Regions from separate parts of the Mus musculus genome. Here regions 2, 3 and 4 are each linked to region 1. Evidence: chromatin contacts called from public ChIA-PET and HiChIP or PLAC-seq data. All regions are on one chromosome and are shown on one strand. The core of a region is the stretch at or near the end of the contact, and the rest is flanking DNA. Distances in the headings are between cores, read along the strand shown.

Evidence for each region. ChIA-PET counts read pairs in DNA pulled down with a chosen protein or histone mark. HiChIP or PLAC-seq counts read pairs in DNA pulled down with a chosen protein or histone mark.
Region 2: an H3K27ac HiChIP or PLAC-seq map of large pre-B cells shows a contact between it and region 1, with 6 times the contacts expected there. The contact joins two enhancer-like sites. A contact is called at or near these places in 3 of 115 datasets of contacts at active chromatin or transcription factors (embryonic basal ganglia, embryonic stem cells and large pre-B cells) and 1 of 9 other capture datasets (embryonic stem cells).
Region 3: an RNA polymerase II ChIA-PET map of effector CD8 T cells shows a contact between it and region 1, with 6 read pairs. The contact joins two enhancer-like sites. A contact is called at or near these places in 2 of 115 datasets of contacts at active chromatin or transcription factors (effector CD8 T cells and large pre-B cells) and 1 of 9 other capture datasets (embryonic stem cells).
Region 4: a contact with region 1 is called in an RNA polymerase II ChIA-PET map of memory CD8 T cells, with 16 read pairs. The contact joins two enhancer-like sites. A contact is called at or near these places in 3 of 115 datasets of contacts at active chromatin or transcription factors (embryonic stem cells and memory CD8 T cells) and 1 of 9 other capture datasets (embryonic stem cells).

Annotation. Positions count from the first base shown.
Region 1 is chr6:144,263,076-144,267,685 of GRCm38.p6, reverse strand. It overlaps a transcript of Sox5 not described here. Among named protein-coding and RNA genes, the nearest start is that of Gm38531, 54 kb to the right of the region's middle. Within about 2 kb of position 1,660, at least 51 of the 459 cell types and tissues checked have an H3K27ac peak or open chromatin away from gene starts, as enhancers often do. A contact at or near this core is called in effector CD8 T cells and memory CD8 T cells, where this site is marked.
Region 2 is chr6:144,924,369-144,928,837 of GRCm38.p6, reverse strand. No RefSeq gene overlaps it. Among named protein-coding and RNA genes, the nearest start is that of Gm46721, 18 kb to the left of the region's middle. Within about 2 kb of position 1,502, at least 9 of the 459 cell types and tissues checked have an H3K27ac peak or open chromatin away from gene starts, as enhancers often do.
Region 3 is chr6:143,748,783-143,753,010 of GRCm38.p6, reverse strand. No RefSeq gene overlaps it. Among named protein-coding and RNA genes, the nearest start is that of Gm46720, 11 kb to the left of the region's middle. Within about 2 kb of position 1,565, at least 136 of the 459 cell types and tissues checked have an H3K27ac peak or open chromatin away from gene starts, as enhancers often do. A contact at or near this core is called in effector CD8 T cells, where this site is marked.
Region 4 is chr6:144,901,240-144,905,939 of GRCm38.p6, reverse strand. No RefSeq gene overlaps it. Among named protein-coding and RNA genes, the nearest start is that of Gm32124, 5.8 kb to the right of the region's middle. Within about 2 kb of position 3,134, at least 178 of the 459 cell types and tissues checked have an H3K27ac peak or open chromatin away from gene starts, as enhancers often do. A contact at or near this core is called in memory CD8 T cells, where this site is marked.

The DNA of each region.
Region 1 (4,610 bases), core at 411-2,910:
CCATGCTCACTTGGATGGTGTGAATGCCATTCTTGTGAAATACTGTAAATAGTAATTCATAAGAGGGTGACTTTTTTATTGCTTCTACATTGATAACATGCCTGTGAAGACTTATGTTATCCTGCTGAGCTTAAGCGAGACAGGAGAGGAATGTGTGCATTCATTTAAACATCCGCATCTATGATAATAAAACCTCTTTGTCATCAGATCCTTTCCTATGGTTCCCAGCATTCACTGACTTCCAGAGCCCTTACCCATGGCGTGGGTATTTCATTACTTTACTTTTTAACCTCTCCCATTGCTTTCCTGAAATCCTGAGGGTGGAGATGTGTGCATAATACATCACTGGCTTGATAGTTTAGTGAAACTGTCTCTTTGGCCATGGAAGAGTGAATGGTAGGGACCAGGGCCTGCAAATTGATGTTGGTGAGGATTGGGCCACAGGTTGCTTGGCTGTGTTTGTCTGTGGCTTCTTTCTCAACTCAGTAAAAATGTCAAGTTCACATATAAAGACTATTTGTACACATAAATATAGACTTCCCTCTGTGTCCATTTCATAGAATCAGAAATCCTAGTCACCATAAAAATTACTCTTTACGTGTCTTGGGGTTTTTAAAATATTTTGTCAGGCATAGTAGGAACATCAGGGAAGGCCACAGGGCTCGAGGTTAGGTATGTGTAGTGGAAGATTATCCACTGACAATAATTACAAATTACACTGAGCTAACCCCTCCATAAACCCAGGAGTTGATGGTCAATAACTGGCACAGCCCCAACTGCCATCAATGCTAAAGTTAATTTTCTATTCATATAAATAAATTAAAGCTTAATGGTGGGATGACAACACTAGAAAGAGACTCTATGCTGCAGCTAACTTATGCCGAATTTGGAGTTATACTGAAATTCTGCAACAGATGAATTTGAGTCACATGCTTTAAAATTTTTTAAAGATTTATTTTTATGTGTATGAGAGCTTGCCTGCATGTATGTAAGAACAGCACATGTGTGTAGAGTATCTGAGGAGACCAGAAGAGAGCACTGATCCTCTGGAGCTGGAGATGCAGGTGGTTAAGAGCTGCGATGTGTGTGCTGGGAACTGCAACCCAGGTGCTTGTAAAACTACGAGTTCTCTTACTCACTGAGCCACCTCTCCAGCCCCTCAATATTTTAGTTTTAGAGAAAGGAGTCCTATGTGGTAAACTGCTTCCCCAATCCCCAATCTATCCCTGACATAAAATTAAGACAGACAGATGGACAGATAGACAGATTCTCTACCAACACTGGGAAGATGGCTTTAGTTTTGAGATACACCAGGCAGCCTCCTGGGCCAGACACAAAGCTCTGCTGCTTGGGACTAAGCTTTGTGCAACCTGAAGACTTGGGGGCCAGACAGCCAAGCCATTCACATTTTGCAATTATTAAGGGGGAAGGAATTTGGAAAAGACCAATAGAGTTTTATAAATTTTGTGAATACTGTTAATATAGTCACTTTATTATTTTGTGTAGTGTCAAAATTCTTTTCAAGTATATATGATCAGCAAGACCCCCTTTTTGTTCTCTTATTAAGAGATTCTTCACCCTTGTATCTCGTTGACACCATGAGCTACGATTTATTTATAATCTAATGTACTTACTGCCTCTTATCCGTAGCCACACTTCCTTCCTGTATGTAATGTTGTCAGTTTTGGTTTCTTTTAAAGGAGGGGATGGCCCCACACTGTTTCTCTCTGCTGATTCCTTGGTTCTCTATTTATTTCATATAAGGAGCTGCTTGGCTTGGTGGGTGCACTGTAATAGCCCTAGTGACCAGTTAGGTTGGTTTTTGTTTTTTGTAGTCTTGGCGAGGTTCATTTACTTAAGCCTGGGACTGAAGTGGTCGCTATGTGTAAGTTCAGTCAGGGCCACTAAGACCTGCTCCAAACCAGGGAGCTCTCTTGCCTCCAGAGTCCCGAGGGCCTCCTGGATGTCAGTGGAGGCTTGCAGGCCCTCAAGGAAGACAGCCCAGGGAGGCAGCTGAGGTCCGGGGAGAGCGATCACAGAGAGGCCCATTACCCTAGAGAAAATAGAACCTTCCATTCCACCCACGAGAGGCGCAGGAAGCCTTCCATCTAGTCTAGGAGAGGCAACCAGGCTCAGCCTCCAGAATCAGTTTTCTCTTTGTTTAACTGATGGTCTCTGTACCTGTTGGGTTGTGAGGGTCCATATGCAACTGTGTATTGAGATTGTTGAAGCATCTAAGTGTGAACTAGGCTTGCTATCATCAATAACCTTTACTGACTAAATTCACGTACTGAGACTTGAATTGTTGAAACTAAACATAGATAGAGATTAAAGGAAGTAACCATGGAAAAGCTCTGTGCTTTTATCCTCAGAGTTCCTGATAATATTCTGTCAAAGACATTTATTGTTGGTATCCGATATGGAGCAAGCACATACAGTGTTCATAGTATGATGCAACCAGAGTACACGGAAAACAAATGGTCGTGCTTTCATCAGACAGACATGTAAAGCAGGATTTGGGAGGCTGAGCTTGTAAGGTCAGGAGACAGACTCCGGGTCTTGGCACTTCTGTTTCATGTGGAGACCCGCAGTTAATATGGTTGTTGTTGAAACTTAAAACAGTTGTATTAGCAGCTTGATTGAGAGGGGGAAGAGACGTAGAATAAACAAAAGTATGTATTTTTGAAACAGCCTAATTGTGTACAGTTTATTTCCTTCCCTGGTGCCCTCCAATCCATCAAACAGAAAAACAGACCAATTTATTGTATTAGAGCATATAAACTGTTAGGGAAGTATAACTCGCAGGCCAGGCGGGGTGCGGTGGGGGGAGCGGCTGCCGTTGAACAATTCTCCATTGTTCCAAGGTTATGGCATAGCTGCTTGCCTGTTGCATTCAATCAACTCGGGTAAATTCTCCTTTGGAGGATAGGATGACTAACTTACACCTTAGAAAACATTCCTTCCCTGCAGTGGTTGTGGGACTCCCAGGGGCCTGGGAAAGTTCAGCTTTGAGAAGGGAAAGAGGTCCCCTTTGTCCCCCCACACCAGTCTGCTATCTCCATCCTTTCCTCTGCTACAGCCCAGCGAAGCTTCCAGGCAGTCAGAGCTAATTGCGGCTCGCTCAGGAAAGTCTTCATTAGTGTCGCCCGCCACACATGGTCACCAGATGTGTGGCCAGGAGGGACAGCAGGGCGAGGCATCCAGAGGAGAACAGCTAGGAGATCCGTTTGAAAGCTTCCTAAGCCGTCTTTGTTTCCAGGTGTATTGTGTTAGAGACACGGGTGGCTGGGGACTTGAGGAAGATGAACCGCCTTCCAGTTCAGTCCTGCTCTGGGCTATGAATGGGACTCTTTGTTCTCTTCAAAGCCCTGAGACTTTGTTGGTGACTGTCAATGGTGGAGATGTTTCACTTTCTTTATGAGAGGAAATGAAAATGTACCGTGTTATCAAAGTCGGGCTATCTGGGATTTGATAACACAAAGTTAGGGACTAAGTTTAAGACACAGACTAAGCCTTAAAAATTGTATGTGTGACCTCTAAGAAAACAGTCTTCAGGGAAGGGTACATGTGGCAGTTGGTAGTGTGTGCATTACATAACCATGAGAACATGAGTTCAAATCCCCATCTTCCATTTTGGAGGTAGGTGTGGTGGCTTGGGCTTGTTTCTCCAGTGCTGCAGAGGTGGAGACCGGAGGGTCCTGGCGCTTACCAGCCAGCAGCCAGCCTGGCCAAACGGATCAATATAGATCTGTTCAGAAAATAAAGTGGACCAGGATTGAAGACTATAATTTGGATTCAATCTCTGGCCTGCGCAAACACACACACACACACACACACACACACACACACACACACGAGAGAGAGAGAGAGAGAGAGAGAGAGAGAGAGAGAGAGAGAGAGAGAGAGGCAGACAGACAGACTTGGTTTTGTTTTTGTATTTGCATGTACATGTCATGCATGTATTTGTGTGAGTGTTCATATGTGTGCAGGTTCATGTGTATGTACCTACTTTGTGAAGGTCTGAGATTGACCAGGTCTTTCCTGAGCTACCCGTCCCTTTTGTACACTGAGGTAGGGACTCTCTTTGAGCCCAACATTTAGACAAGTCTGGCTAGTCAGATGTTCTCCACCTCCCAGGTGTTGGGGTTACAAGTGGCCGCCATCTCCACTGGGCTTTTATGTGGGTTTGGGGATCTGAACCCAGTCCCTGCTCTTGTGCAGCAGACAGCCTCTGGCTGAGCCATCTTCCATGCTTCATAAACAAGGTCTTCAGATTACAAGTGCCCCATGATTGAAAACAGAAGATTTCTCTCTAGCATTTGTTCTTTCCTGTTAGGGATCTGTCTGTCCAGCATGCTCCCCATTCAGTGAGTGGTACTTCCACTATCAGCAAAGAGTGCTTACTCTGGGCCCTGGAACTTAACTGATTCATATGTTTTATTTGTTGTTAAATTTCCTGCAGGTTAGGTTTTATTATCCAAACTCTTGAGAGATTATACAAAGTCACAAGAATTTCTGTTTCTAAAGAGTCTCCATTGCCATCTTATAATATGCTCAGCTGCCTCGAATTTGCACGTAGGTTATTTCAGAAGGCCAGTGAGATCCAGCTT
Region 2 (4,469 bases), core at 253-2,752, 660 kb before region 1:
AAAAACCAAGATGGCAAGTGATTAAGGAAGACCGCTGATGCCAACCTCTGGCCTCCACATGTATGTGTACACATAAGTACATGCACACGTCCGTGCAAATATGACATAGTGTACAACATGCACACACACATATTTAAAAATCTTTTTTCTAGAAAAATCCCCAGACTTTGGACAGTTAAAAAAAAAAAAAAGAACAATGTTTCCAGAAATATCAAAACCTTGGGCACATAGGGTAGGAATGGGCATATACACCCCACAATTTGTGTTATGACAGCCATCTCTTATGAGTGTCACATGGTCACTAGCAAACAGAGACAGGAGGGAGGAGGTACCATGGACAGCCAACTGAACTGCTTGCAGTAGAGACAGTTACATGTACACACCATGGAAGTGGTCAGACCGACTCAGAGCCACACTTTTCTGTTGTTACTAAAGTGTGACATGGATGTGAAACCATGCCTCAAGTGTGGATGAGCAACCTGACAACTTCCCACAGAGCTTAGACACCGCCAAGATTACTGAAGCAACATCAGCAGGGCCCTGGGACACTCAGACGTCTCCCTCCACCCCAGTCCTGAGGTCCTCATTCTCCAGTTCAAATTTTGCGTCTGGTCGCAGGCGTCTATTTACACAGGACCATGGTTTATTTGCGTTCATTTTGCAGTGTTTCATCTCATAAATGGGCCTCATCTGAGGGCCCTTCTGTTATGGGTGGACCCCACGTGGCTTTTGGTGGAGGTTGCTACAGACATTTCTGTATTTGCTTCTAGTGCAGACCCGTGTATCCTGGGACAACCTCAGGTATAAGTAGATTTCTTACCTGTTCAGTGTAGCAAGTGGGGTAATTCTGTTATAAAGGCTACATTATTGTGTTGCAGTTTGGTCTTGATTTCTTCTGAACATTCTTTTCCCATTTCCTGAACTATCTATCTTTCTTCCTAATATCAAACTGACCTCGGGCGCAAGGATCTGAAGTTTAGTGCTCTGGGCTCAGGAGCTGAGGCCACGCTACAGTCTATGCTGTTATGAGCTGCTTCCCCTCCCACACGCCCTGGGGCCCCACGGCCAACTGTTGTCTTTAGCGGGCTCCTGGGAGTACATGGTGCCTGTGACCAAAAGTGGTATGCTTTCCAACAAAACTCAAACATTTGTGATTTTCTCAGTTATAAAAAAATTTTTTAAGGTAGATGAATTTACATTTGACTCTCTGAATCTGGCTCATTTTAATAAGCCATTTTTGTATGCAAAGGAGTGCTGACATTAGCTAGTTTTATCATACTGATTACTATGGAAACATTTATCTATAAATATAGAGCCCTTTAAAGCTTAGCCTTTTATCTTTATAGAAAAAGGCCTGTTTATGTCACTTCTAAGATCCAAGCTTTAATGTAGACATGAGCTATTCTCCTGCCAAACACGACAACCTCAGTGCTGGGGCCTGCAAGCTTTGAAAAGAGGAATTTGTGCTGAGACTATTATTTTCTGATAAAATAATAGTGCAATAAAAGTATTTTAAGATACTCACTCAAGCTTAAACTGTGGTCTGTTCAGTTCCTGTTGCTGAATTTAATGCTTTGAATGTGTTGTACATCTTTTTTTCTTCCTGAAATATATTGTCTTTACATTTTTAGCAAATGTGTCTATGGGTTTGTGTGTGTGTGTGTGTGCATGTGTGTCTGTGTCTCTCTGTGTGTGTGCATGTGTATGCGTCTGTGTATGTGTGTGTGTGTGCATGTGTGTCTGTGTCTCTGTGTGTGTGTGCATGTGTATATGTATGTGTGTGTGCATGTGTATGTGTGTGTGTGTGGGTGCATGTGTATGTGTGTGTGTGCATGTGTATGTGTCTGTGTATGTGTGTGTCTATGGGTGTGTGTGAGTGTGTGTGTGTGTGTGTCTATGGGGGTGTGTGTGTGCATGTGTCTGTGTGTGTGTGTGTGTCTATGGGTGAGTGTGAGTGTGTGTGTGTGTGTCTATGGGTATGTATGTGTCTATGTGTGTGTGTCTATGGGTGTGTGTGTGTGCATGTGTATGTGTGTGTGTGTCTATGGGTGTGTGTGTGTGTGAGCTTGCAAGTCTTCGTGAGGCCGAATGGAAGTGATTTGTTTCTCAGCCCCTTTGCTTTGCTTTACTGAAGGATTTTTCTTCTTAAAAACTCTTGTAAAAGTCAGATGTGATGATGTAATATATCTGTATCACTGTCGTTTCTTTTAGTTTTCCTCTCTCACTAAAACATATTTGACACATGGTCTTTCACAAAAACATATTTATCTGATACACGGTCTCACGTAGAGCGGACTAGTTTCCAAGTTGCCCCGTAGCTGAGAAGAACTGCAGACTCCTGGTTCTTTTGCTCTATCTTCCCAAATGCTGGGATCATAGGCTCGTGTTGCCATGCCTGCGATATGCCATGCTGGGCATCAAATCCAGGGCTTCTGGAACTGTAGACCTGCGTTCTACTAACCGCTTCATTATCATTCCTAAGGCACGCTAATTTCAATAGTTAGAAGATAGTCAGTTATGGAGGCACATACCTTTAATCCTAGCACTTGGGAGGAGGCAGATCTTTGTGAGTTCAAGGTCAGCCTGGGATACATAGAGAGTTCTAGGTCAGCCAGGGCTTCATAGTGGGATCTTGTCCCCCACCACCAGGGGAAAAATGAAAGAAAGAAAGAGAGGGGGGGGAGGGAGGGAGGAAGGAAGAAAGAAAGGAAGAAAGGAAGGAAGAAAGAAAGAAAGAGAAAGAAAGAAAGGAGGATGTTTTTAAGAGAAAAAAAAAACCCCAAGTATAAAATAAGAATTTGTCCTTGGCTCTGGGCTCTTGATGTTTTCCTGACTTTCAGAGGTGGTGGGCAAGGGACCCAGATCGAGTGATGAAGACCACGAGTGGCAGGGTCCATTTCCCTTTCAAGAAAATAAGCACACCTTTATCCAAACCTCGTAACTTTTAAATCATGTTCTCCCCATTCGGTTGGCGGTTCCAGACATTCTGGGTACTGCCAGGAACACTGTCTACGCGGATGGGCGGAGGGCTGAAGCAGAGCCACTGTCCTAGTACTTGGAAGGCTCGGGTGGAAGGTTCCTAAGTTCAAGGCTAAGCAAGGCTATGTAACATGTGAGTTCTAGGCTAGTCCATACTGCCTTGTGGGATGCTGCCTCATAAAACTCAGCTAAGATAACAGGCAGCTATAAAACCACAGAATTTTCTTATTGCCTTAATATTAAAAAAAAAAACCTCTGTTATTGTTGAGTAAAGGAACCCCGCTGGCAATGTATGAAAACCCCATAATGAAACCTATTAGTGTGTGTGAACTTAAAAAAAGAAAAACCTAATGCATTTGGGGGCTGGAGAGATGGCTCAGTGGCTAAGAGGCCGCTCTTTCAGAGGACCTAGGTTCAGTTCCCAGAACCTTCGTGAACAGCCAAACCACCTGTAACCCCATGTTCAAAAGATTTGATATCTTCTTCTGGCCTCAGGCACCAGGCACACAATACTGCACAAACGGTGTCACATGCAAGCCAAAACCTGTACACATAAAATTAAAAAGGGAAGAACTTAAAATAACCCAAACCCCAAAATAATGAGATTATTATTTTTCCTCCACAGAGCCTTTGGCTCCAGAGGGTTAGAGAGCCAGAGACGAACCCCAGAGAATGCGCCTGAGCGGGTCATACATCTTCCTTCACTGTTTCACGATGGGAAGTAGACGCTAAGAAACCATGGCTGCTTCAGAACAATACATTAGTTCTTTACTCGACAAATCCCAACTTACCTCGATTGCCTAAAAACAAAAAATCCTACAACACAGCCTGTGCAAGCACTGGGAATATTGACCTCAGTTGCTATACGGTTCTGCAGTTGGGAACTTAGGGAGATAGAGCTGTAGGCTCGATTGACCTGAAGAGTATGGCCATTCTGACCACCCACGCTTCGGCTGGACTCTCACAGGCACGGAGACAAGTGGGTGTTGTGGTTATTTAGTAGCATGGCTGCCCAGCCAGCTCTTCCTGGCACTTCCATTCCTTTCTTTGGCTCACAGTAGGGTGCAGCAGCATCACATGGGCCGTGTGTGTCGCCGTGGAATGGTCTAGACTGGCAGACCTTGATGGGGTTGTGCAGGAGGAACATTGATTGACAGCCACCTTCAGTGTGGTCCCCACCCTGCTCGCCAGCCCCCTTCCTCTGCATCAAGATCTTCTCCCCTGCATGTACTCTAGCCTTGTTGCTTCTCCAATAATATACAAATAACAGTGTCATATACTTCACAGTGATAAGGCAATTACATGAAATTGTTTTTACAATGTCTTAGTTCCCCCGTCCATCAGGAAGATCTCAGTTGCTAAGACCCTTAGTCTGCATTATTGCTGTGTGGAGCTTGTGTCTGCTGTGGAGGCCAGAGGCCTAGTCTACGTTGGATGCCTTCTTCAGTGGCTCTCCATCTTGTGTTTTTGAGACAAGGTCTCTTATTGAT
Region 3 (4,228 bases), core at 316-2,815, 510 kb after region 1:
CAGTGCTCATTAGAGAAGTTTCTTCTTGCAGTGAATGGTTACTAACACAGAGACCCACAACTTGCCGAAACGAAAGACTTGGGAGCACTCAGCCCTAAATGGCACGTCTCCAGCAATCCCCTTCTCTCAAGGCCAGGGATCTGTGCAGAAGAGGAGGTGGAGAGATTGGAAGAGGCAGGGGTGGCAGATGACTGTAAGAAAACTGCATCTTCCAGACCCAACAAGGTTGATGCACACATGAACTCACAGAGACTGCCACAGCATGTTAGACCTGCGACCTGCACAGTTTCAAACCAGACAAAATCCCAGCACTGAGAAGGAGAAGCACACACAGAGTCCCATCCCTAACCAAGAAGATGTTCACAATTAATATCTGCTGGTGAAGGAAAATCCATTTTCTCCAGAGGGATATGTCACTGGTTATATCAATTCTGCTCCAGGGCATATTCTATGCCCAACAGCAGCTGGCCAACACAAAACAGACCCCAGTGTATGTGTGTGTGTGTGTATAAAATAGGTATATACATAAAATATATTCTGATAATACCATTATAAAAATATATTTAGAAACAGTTCCTTCATGTACATATAATTGTCCAGAAGACACAACTGCAAATTAATGAGATGTTTGTATAATTTTTACATAAATTATTAAGTCTTGGCTGAATGACTCTTCAGGAAACATGGCATCCTCAGTCTCCTTCAGGGCTGCTTGATAGTTGGATATTCACAATCATCAACGCTGAGAATATCACTTTGCATAAATACTTACCACAAAAATGGCAGTAATGTGCTCAAGACCATTTCAGAAATCAGTGGAAATCCTATTCGGACTCCAAGCCAAAATTTATATGATGAATTGTGAAATAACTTAAGCCAGCAAAACAAAGCACAATTCAAAAATCAAACATTTTAATGCAATACGATCCAAAGATAAAGTAATTTCACACAAGCTAGAAAAGGTGGACATGTCGAGAGCTTCACTTTTTCATAATTAGACCGTCATGCTTATGCTGGAGTGGAAAACTTTGTATGTACATTCAACACTGCTACTCAGAGCACACAATAGTCTTAACTCTGAGTCAAGGTGTTTCAGCAGAGTTCATCATCACTGCCTGGCAAGGGAGCATGCACAGGGCAAAGTTCACTGCTGTGTGTTCAGAATCCGGGCTTCAGTGGGGTCACCGATGCCACAGGTCACTATGCCAAAAATACCCCAGAATCATGATGCACCAGGATTTTGAACTAAATTCTAGTTGTTATACATTCAGAAATTTTGAAGAGTTGGCCACTTTTTTTTTCTGACTTCCATGTGGATTGCAGGATTCCCTATGGGTCCCATGTCCTATAGTTTTAAAAGATATTCTCTTTAAAAGTCCAGGGTAGGTTAATGTTTAATACTAACTACTGCAGATAAAAGCACAGCGCAAACTCAAGCATGGCTTTGAAATTCTCCAGAGAACGTGGAGAGATTACAGCAGAAACACAAACCAGCCTTTTGTGCCTACATGCCCCTTATAGGAACAGCTACTTCTTACACAAACACTCGGAGGGGCCCAGAAGAGAAACTGAAAGAACACGGCCGTTCTGAGAGCATGCGCAGTGGGGACAGCATTCAGCGCTGAGTCCACAGCTTCTGAAACTATCGAACAGTTTTTGTCTGTTTTTCATGGTAAGCCACAAGCACTAGAAGATTTAATTGTCTGGGCTTCCTGTTCCCCTCAGCAGGTGTTGGTGTTAGGAAGATTGCTGCTCTAAGATCGTGCTGTATGTCTGCAAACAGGTTTCTAAGGACTGTGAGTTTTACAGTAAAATATCCTCAAATTTCAAGCTGCCTTAAACACACCCAAGTTTGGCTCTGCAAAGTTAACTCCCTCTGAGATCTGCTACTTGAAAATGATAGCCAGTCTTCTTCTACTTTCTCCTACAGCACGGGAAAGATGTCCATATAGTCATGTCTTATAGCACCAAATTACCCAACATTTCCTGTATTATTATTATTCAGCTGAAGCCATGTTGTCCTCCAGTCAGAGTGGGAAGCCCTCCTCACTGAAGAAGTACAACCCAAGGCTTAAGCACCATCCATTGTCCTGGTTTGGTTTAGTTATCTGAGAAGAGTTAAGGAAATGCCTTCATAGATTGGCCCATAGGCAAGTAGGTGTGTGGGGCATTTTTCAGAGTAAAGATTGATGTGTAAGGGTGCAGGGCACTATGGGGAATGCCACTCTTGAGAAGCTGCTTCTGTGCTGATAAAGCAAGCTGATTTACTAAAAGGATCAAGCCACTAGCCAATGAGTATTCATAGCTTCTGCTTCAGTTCCTACCTCTAAGTTGTGCTTTGAACTCTTGTCTTGTCTTCCCTCAATGGACTGTGACCAGGACATGTAAATCAAATAAACTTTTTCCTCCACAAGCTACTGTGGGTCATGGTAATAAAAACCTCAATTCTTTTCTGCGTTAGCCTCTTTGTCATAGACCCAGCTGTCATCCTTGCCCTGACAAAAGTCAATTTACAGGGGTATTTATTTTAGCCCACAGTTCCATGTTAGCAGCCCATCATCAAAGGAAAGTTAAGGCATGAACTTTAAAAACTAGTCATTTCTGTAGTGAAGAACAGAGAGAGAGAGAGAGAGAGAGAGAGAAAGAGAGAGAGAGAGAGAGAGGGGGGAAGAGAGAGGGAGGGAGAGAGAGAGAGGGGGAGGGAGAGAGAGAGAGAGAGAGAGGGAGATGGAGAGAGAGAGGGAGAGAGAGAGAGAGAGAGAGAGAGAGAGAGAGAGAGAGAGAGAGAGAGAGAGGGAGGGAGAGAGAGAGAGAGAATGCATGAGATCCAACTGCTCAGCTCACTTTCTACACTCTTGCACATTCCAGGAACCAAGCATAAGGAATGATGGATGCCACCCTCAGTGCACTGTCTTCCCACTGCAATTAAAACAATGAAGAAAATCCTCCACGGGCACACACAGGTGCCAATGCTATCTAGACCATGCCTGATTGAGACTCTAGTCTCAGATTAGCCATGCGTGTGTCATGTTGACAGTCCTCCAGAAGACCATGGCACATGGTACATGACAGTGCTCTCCAAGCCAGCCAGGTATTGTTATGCTTTGCCTTGGAAATCGTTTTTCCAGGGTTTAAAAAAAAATCAGCAAGTCCACTACCCACTCACTTCATGAAACGTATCTCCTTGAATTAGAATCTCTTAGTTCACTGGTGTCCTGAAACTCTGTATTTCAAGCAAGTTGATAGATTGCTGCAGCATAGCCTTTTGTACTCTGAAGCCTCATGCAGCCTTAATGAACTCCTGCAGCTTCTGGCAGAGTATAAAGATGTTCATAGGGATTAGAGCCCCTGTGCCCTGATCCAAGCTGGTCATCATGGGGCCACCAATCCTCCTACACAGCTTGGGAGCAGTGGGAGTGTTCACATGGGACACAAACGTTGTATTCTAGTCATTTCTATGTTGGTAAAGTATTCTGTGCCCTTTGGGCAGAGGAATATTTCAATTATCACCTAACTTGATTCTATAAAGTTCAAATTGTCCTGGGAATTAATTTATAATCTCATAAAACTTATGATAGCGATTCACCAAGAGATGCATGGATCTGTGTGAATGTCAAATTTGAGATGATACCTTAAATAAATACATTTTTTAAATTAAATATTTGAGTTTCAAATTATAGCCCCACCCTGATCATCAAAGACTTTGTTTTCAAAAGAATGCCTTGATGTTATTTGAAACTATCATTTTTTTTTGTCTTCCTTAAGTATGTCAAAGTTTTTTTAGGAACCGATAAGACTTGGGATCCCCATGGTCTATAATCAAAACACAAAACGCTTGCAGTAGGTTAGGTCTGAAACCTGCTGTTCCCTTTCCCAGTCTTTCCTATTCAGTTCAAATGTTCAACTGTTTAGCAGGCTCAGATAACTTAATCAGTGAAGCGCTTATTTTTGGCATTCTCACATTCCAAATTAAAATTACATTATATTTTTTTTGGGATAACCCCCCACCAGTACCATCTGTGAATTGAATGGTGTCATTACATCAAAGTACTGCAATTAGAACAATAGGGTAAAATTAATGCCAATGTTAAATACAGATGTGCCAAATATGATGGGTAGTTGATACACAATTCAAATTGACAGCCACGTGCAATGTGGAAAGTATCCAGGCATAACCCCAGATCCAGTTGGCCAATGGATGTCATGATTGCTTCACAGAGAACATATT
Region 4 (4,700 bases), core at 1,885-4,384, 640 kb before region 1:
ACTTCTGTTTTTAGTTTACACCGTGTTTTGAATTTCAAAGGACCTGTGCTTTCAAAAGTACCTCATTTAGCAACAAAACAATTAGACTTATTCTATGGAATATTAATCTCTGTTTTCTTTGCAATGAGAGTTGTAATACCTGCCACCTCCATGGGTTTCCTCTTTGCTCACCCCAGCAATAAATCTCTTCTGCTCATTTCCTTGTGGACACTACTCGCTGCTTCTTAAGGGCATTGCTTTGTGTTCAGCTCTGAGAATGTTGAAGCATACTGGGATAGGTACAGGTTTCCTACCCTATATTCCATATATAGGAACAGCCCAGGGGCAGTTCCTTTTTTTTTTTTTTTCTTTCTGGAGCTGAGGAGCAAACCCAGGGCCTGGCTCTTGTGAGGCACCTGCTCTTCCACTGAGCTAAGCTCCCTGTTCGCTAAAGCAGTTCTTCAACCAAGGCCAGTCGGGCTGTTGAGAGAAGGGGAGGGTGGGTTTTCCAAGACAATGGTAGCAGAAAGATTCTGCTGCGGTTGCTTGGACAGTGACCACAATTTAAATCAAGATCAGACACGTAGCAAATTGACAGGTGTTTCTAGACACTGGCCTGTGTCAACATCAGGTGACTTCACAATGGCCTTGCTTCTAAATGGACAACAGGCACTCTTGCCTGGCGTATGTCCCCGTGCCACCCAGTGCCACCCAGTGCCAACAGGTATCACCTTGCCCAGAAGGCAGATTCCAGACTATTGCATGAATGGATTATAGTGTTTCTACTTTTTTGTTTTATAGCTTTATTTTTATCGTATGAAAATTTTGCCTTCTTATATGTCTGTTTGCCATGTGGGTGCCTGGTCCCTGTGGAGGTCAGAAAAGTGCGTAAAATACTCTGGAAAAAGAATTACAGGTGGCTGTGAGACACCCTGTGGGTGCTGGGAATCAAACCCAGGTCCTCTGATAGAGCAGCCAGTGCTCTTAACTGCTGAGCCATCTTCCCAGTAACCCTAGGCTCAGTGTTTTTACTGTGCATATAGAGACTTCTGCTCTGCTTTCTTTCCTTTCTTCCTTGGTGAAGCAGAAATGTAGTGGTTTATAGAAACAGTGACGTTCAATATTCTCCCTTCCCTCTTCCCTCCCTCTCTCCCTTCCTCCTTGTCTTCCTTTTCCTCCTCCCCTTTCTCTTCCCCTTTCTCTTCCTGTCTCTCCTCCTCCTTTTCCTTCCCGTCTCTTCCCCTTGCTCCTCCTCTTCCCTTCTTTCTCCTTTCTCTGCTCTGGTCTGTTCTATGCAAGCAGCTTTTCTTGTCCACACCCATCCTGCCATGCTTTTCTGCCTCTTATAGGTCCAGAGAGATGGAACAAGTGACCATGGCCCGAAATCTGAATCTGTGAGCCACAATACATGAAGTTTCCTTTATGCTGACTTTCTTAGGTTGGCACAGTAAAAAGATGCTGCCCAGAACGGGAGGTCTGTCTAGGAATCTCTGTGTCTTCACTGTGCAGCCATCCCTTGGGCTCCTATGTCTCACTCTCTGTCAGATCCGGCAGGTGTGGCAGAAGTCACCAGGAGCTTGGCCATGGAAACTGCCCCTGTAAGGATGGAGCTTCCGAGCGACACTGCACTGAAGGATCAGGAGGCCTCCGTTGCTTCTGCAGGCATCGAGGGGGGAATACTCTTTCTGCTCCTTTCTAGCTTGCTGGCTCAGGGCTCCTTCTTCCTTTGTTTTACAAAGCACACCACTCCAGTCTCCAGTCCCCTGTCCCTTCTCTGTGTTCTGACCCTCCTGCATCCATCCCTCTTCCACAGAGGATCTTCCGAGCTAAGGCAGCACAGTCTCCCCATCTCTTTAAACTTAATTCCACCTGCACATTCTCTAATGAGGGGGAACTTTTGCTAACTTCTGAAGGTGTCAGCCTCCCTGAAGGTCATTAATCTAAGAAATTGCTCTCAGGGAATTTTTAAGGATAATTACTGGAACCCACAGACATGAACAGCATGGGAGGGTGGGTGTGGACCCTTTGACTTCTGGGCTGTAGCTTTTCATTAAAAGAATTTTTTTTTTTGGAGTAGAAATGTTTGAAAAGCATTATCACGCTCATATTTACAGTATAGAAAGACCACAGAAAGTCCTACAACCTTCCCTAGGAAGGTTATAAAGGGCACGGATACATGGAAATTGACTTTTTGTTTTTTTAAAGCAATGTCTGTTTGGATGCATGGGTAGAGCACGGATGTTCATTTCCACCCCCTCCCCCTGTTCCCTTCTACCTTATTGCCTACTCAGTTCCCAGAAATCCTTAATTTGCTTTGTGCAGGACTTAAACTCTATCAGATGTCTTCTCCATATGAATTTATGCTGCAACCACTCTGTCCAAGTGACAAGATTAAGTGACAAGACATTTGCTCGACAGTGCTTCTCAGAGTGCAGACAATGACTTGATTAAGGAGTGCGTTATGTATGCTTTGGATGTGACTGTGCCCCCAGGCCCGGGCATCTGAACACCCGTTCCCAGCTGGTGGTCCTGTGGGGGGAGATACGGAGCCTTCAGGAGACGAAGCTTCTCTGGAGGAAGTGGGTTGCTTTTGGGGCGGACCTCGAGGTTTGTGACCTGACCCCACTTCCTGCCTGCTGGTGTGTGGAGAGGTGAAGACTCTCAGCCGTACCCTCTGCTCCCCCAGCAGTGAATTCCTCGCCTTTCCCTCTGTACCCTTTCAAACCATGAGCCCCAAAGAGCCATTCCTCCTTTTAAGTAGCCTGTTTGCCAGAGTGATAAGAACTGGTCCAGAAGACATTCAGGAACAGCTAAAGCATTTTAAAGAGAATACAGGCTGCAGGAGGCTCTGTACAACTAAGAATCAGATTCCGGACACGCTCTGTGTTGGCTCTCACTCTACAGACACAACGAGTGTATTGTTAGCAGCCCTGCAGCTGCTTTGTCAGGTACCTGGGCTGGGACAGAACAGTGGGCTTGAAGGCACTGACTCCGCAATCAAAGTGAGGGAAGAGGTCCCGAGGTCTGAGGAACACCCAAGGGACAAGAGAGAGGATGGACATCTCTTTGGCAGCTTGGTGTCTACTCTGCACACTGAAACCATCCCAGGTCTGACTCAACAAAGTACCAGCACGGAGTCATCCGACCACTTCCTGGGTTTTCCCCCTCAAAGCTTTCACACCCAGCGTTGGCCTGCACTCCACCCTGCCAGAGGATGAGCTCAGCAGGCTGCGCAGGCGCGAAGGCCTGACAGACTGCTATGTAATGGTCCCCGGGGGCACCGGGCTTCCATCCCTGGAGGCAGGAGATGGAAGAGGGTTTGAACAACAGCAATTAGCTGGGGATTTTCTCCGTGTCTTGGTGAGAAACATCTGACCTCGAAACAAGTCTTTCTTTGGTGAAGAAGGGCGGTGTGTGCCTTACAGGAAACTCAAACATGACTTCAGAACATTACACACTGGATTAGGCAGAAGGGCACATGTGTGGCACCAGGGGGTGGGGTGGGGGGAGCTCGCCTCTGATTTTTAGAGCAGAAATACAACCGGAGCTTGAGTGAGGTTGTCAGCGGGGAAGCTTAGGCATGCTCCAGTCTGAGGGTCTTAGGCACTCACCGTTGGCAGATCACCGCGCCAGCCCTTCCTCCCCACCCCTTATTTCCTTCTTCTGCCAGCTTGCGCTCTCTGTTCTTCCCTATTTAAATATTTCTTCCTACTCAGAGCCCTGTAAGCACTTCATCACCAAAGTCTTTGATCTAGGAACAATAGCAGCCGTTTGAACAGCAGAAGAGAAACACTTGTTACATAATTTTACTTTCTCTCCAGACTTTGAACATATATCACCAAGTCAGGAAAACCTAGAGTGAAAGTTTCCAGGGCCGACCACACTCCAACCACACCCCGCCCAAGGCCCGACCACACCCTGATCAAGGCCCACCACGACTGACCACGCCCCAAACACGCCCCAACCTCCCCTGGCCTGCCTGCCTTTACATAGTGTTTTTATTTCTCACTCAGTTTGGTCACACTTTTCTGAGGCTAATTATGCACCGGCCTTGCAATCTTTACAAGATTTGCACATGACAAATTCTGATTTGCTTGTTACGCAGGGAAGGCAATCTTCAAGATGAAGCTTCATAAATAACCAAAAGGAAGACTTTTACACTCAACAGTAAAGCTAATTTATACTCACGAAAATTTTTTTTCTCCCACCATGCATTATACAGTGTCAGGCATAATATTTTAATCCCTACACTTTAGCACACATTTCAGCCTTCCTGGCTTTGATTGACCTATGGCGTCTCACTGCATCTTCATGGATTGTGGGACACAGAGGGCGGCAGCATATTATGGGCTGGAATGTGTTATTTTTCCACCTCTAAGTCTCCCTCACTTTCTTACATGGACACACACACACACACACACACACACACACACACACATACACAGATGATTATATTTAATGGTTTCCAAACTAAAATGACATCCCAGTCTCTTCTCTTACCTACCTGCTCTCCATTGGTTGTGCAAGCCTAAGTCCACCTATCAAAAGCAGCTCCAACAGTGTTTACCCAGCGAGTGGTGCACACCAACAATCTAAATATAGACACCATCTTTCCAAGTCCGCACCATGAAGCACTTTCAGTGACCCACCAGGTAAAGATGTGTCCCCACCAACAAGGTGCGAAGAGATCTGGTCTCTAGAAATTAGCACTGCTAATTAGC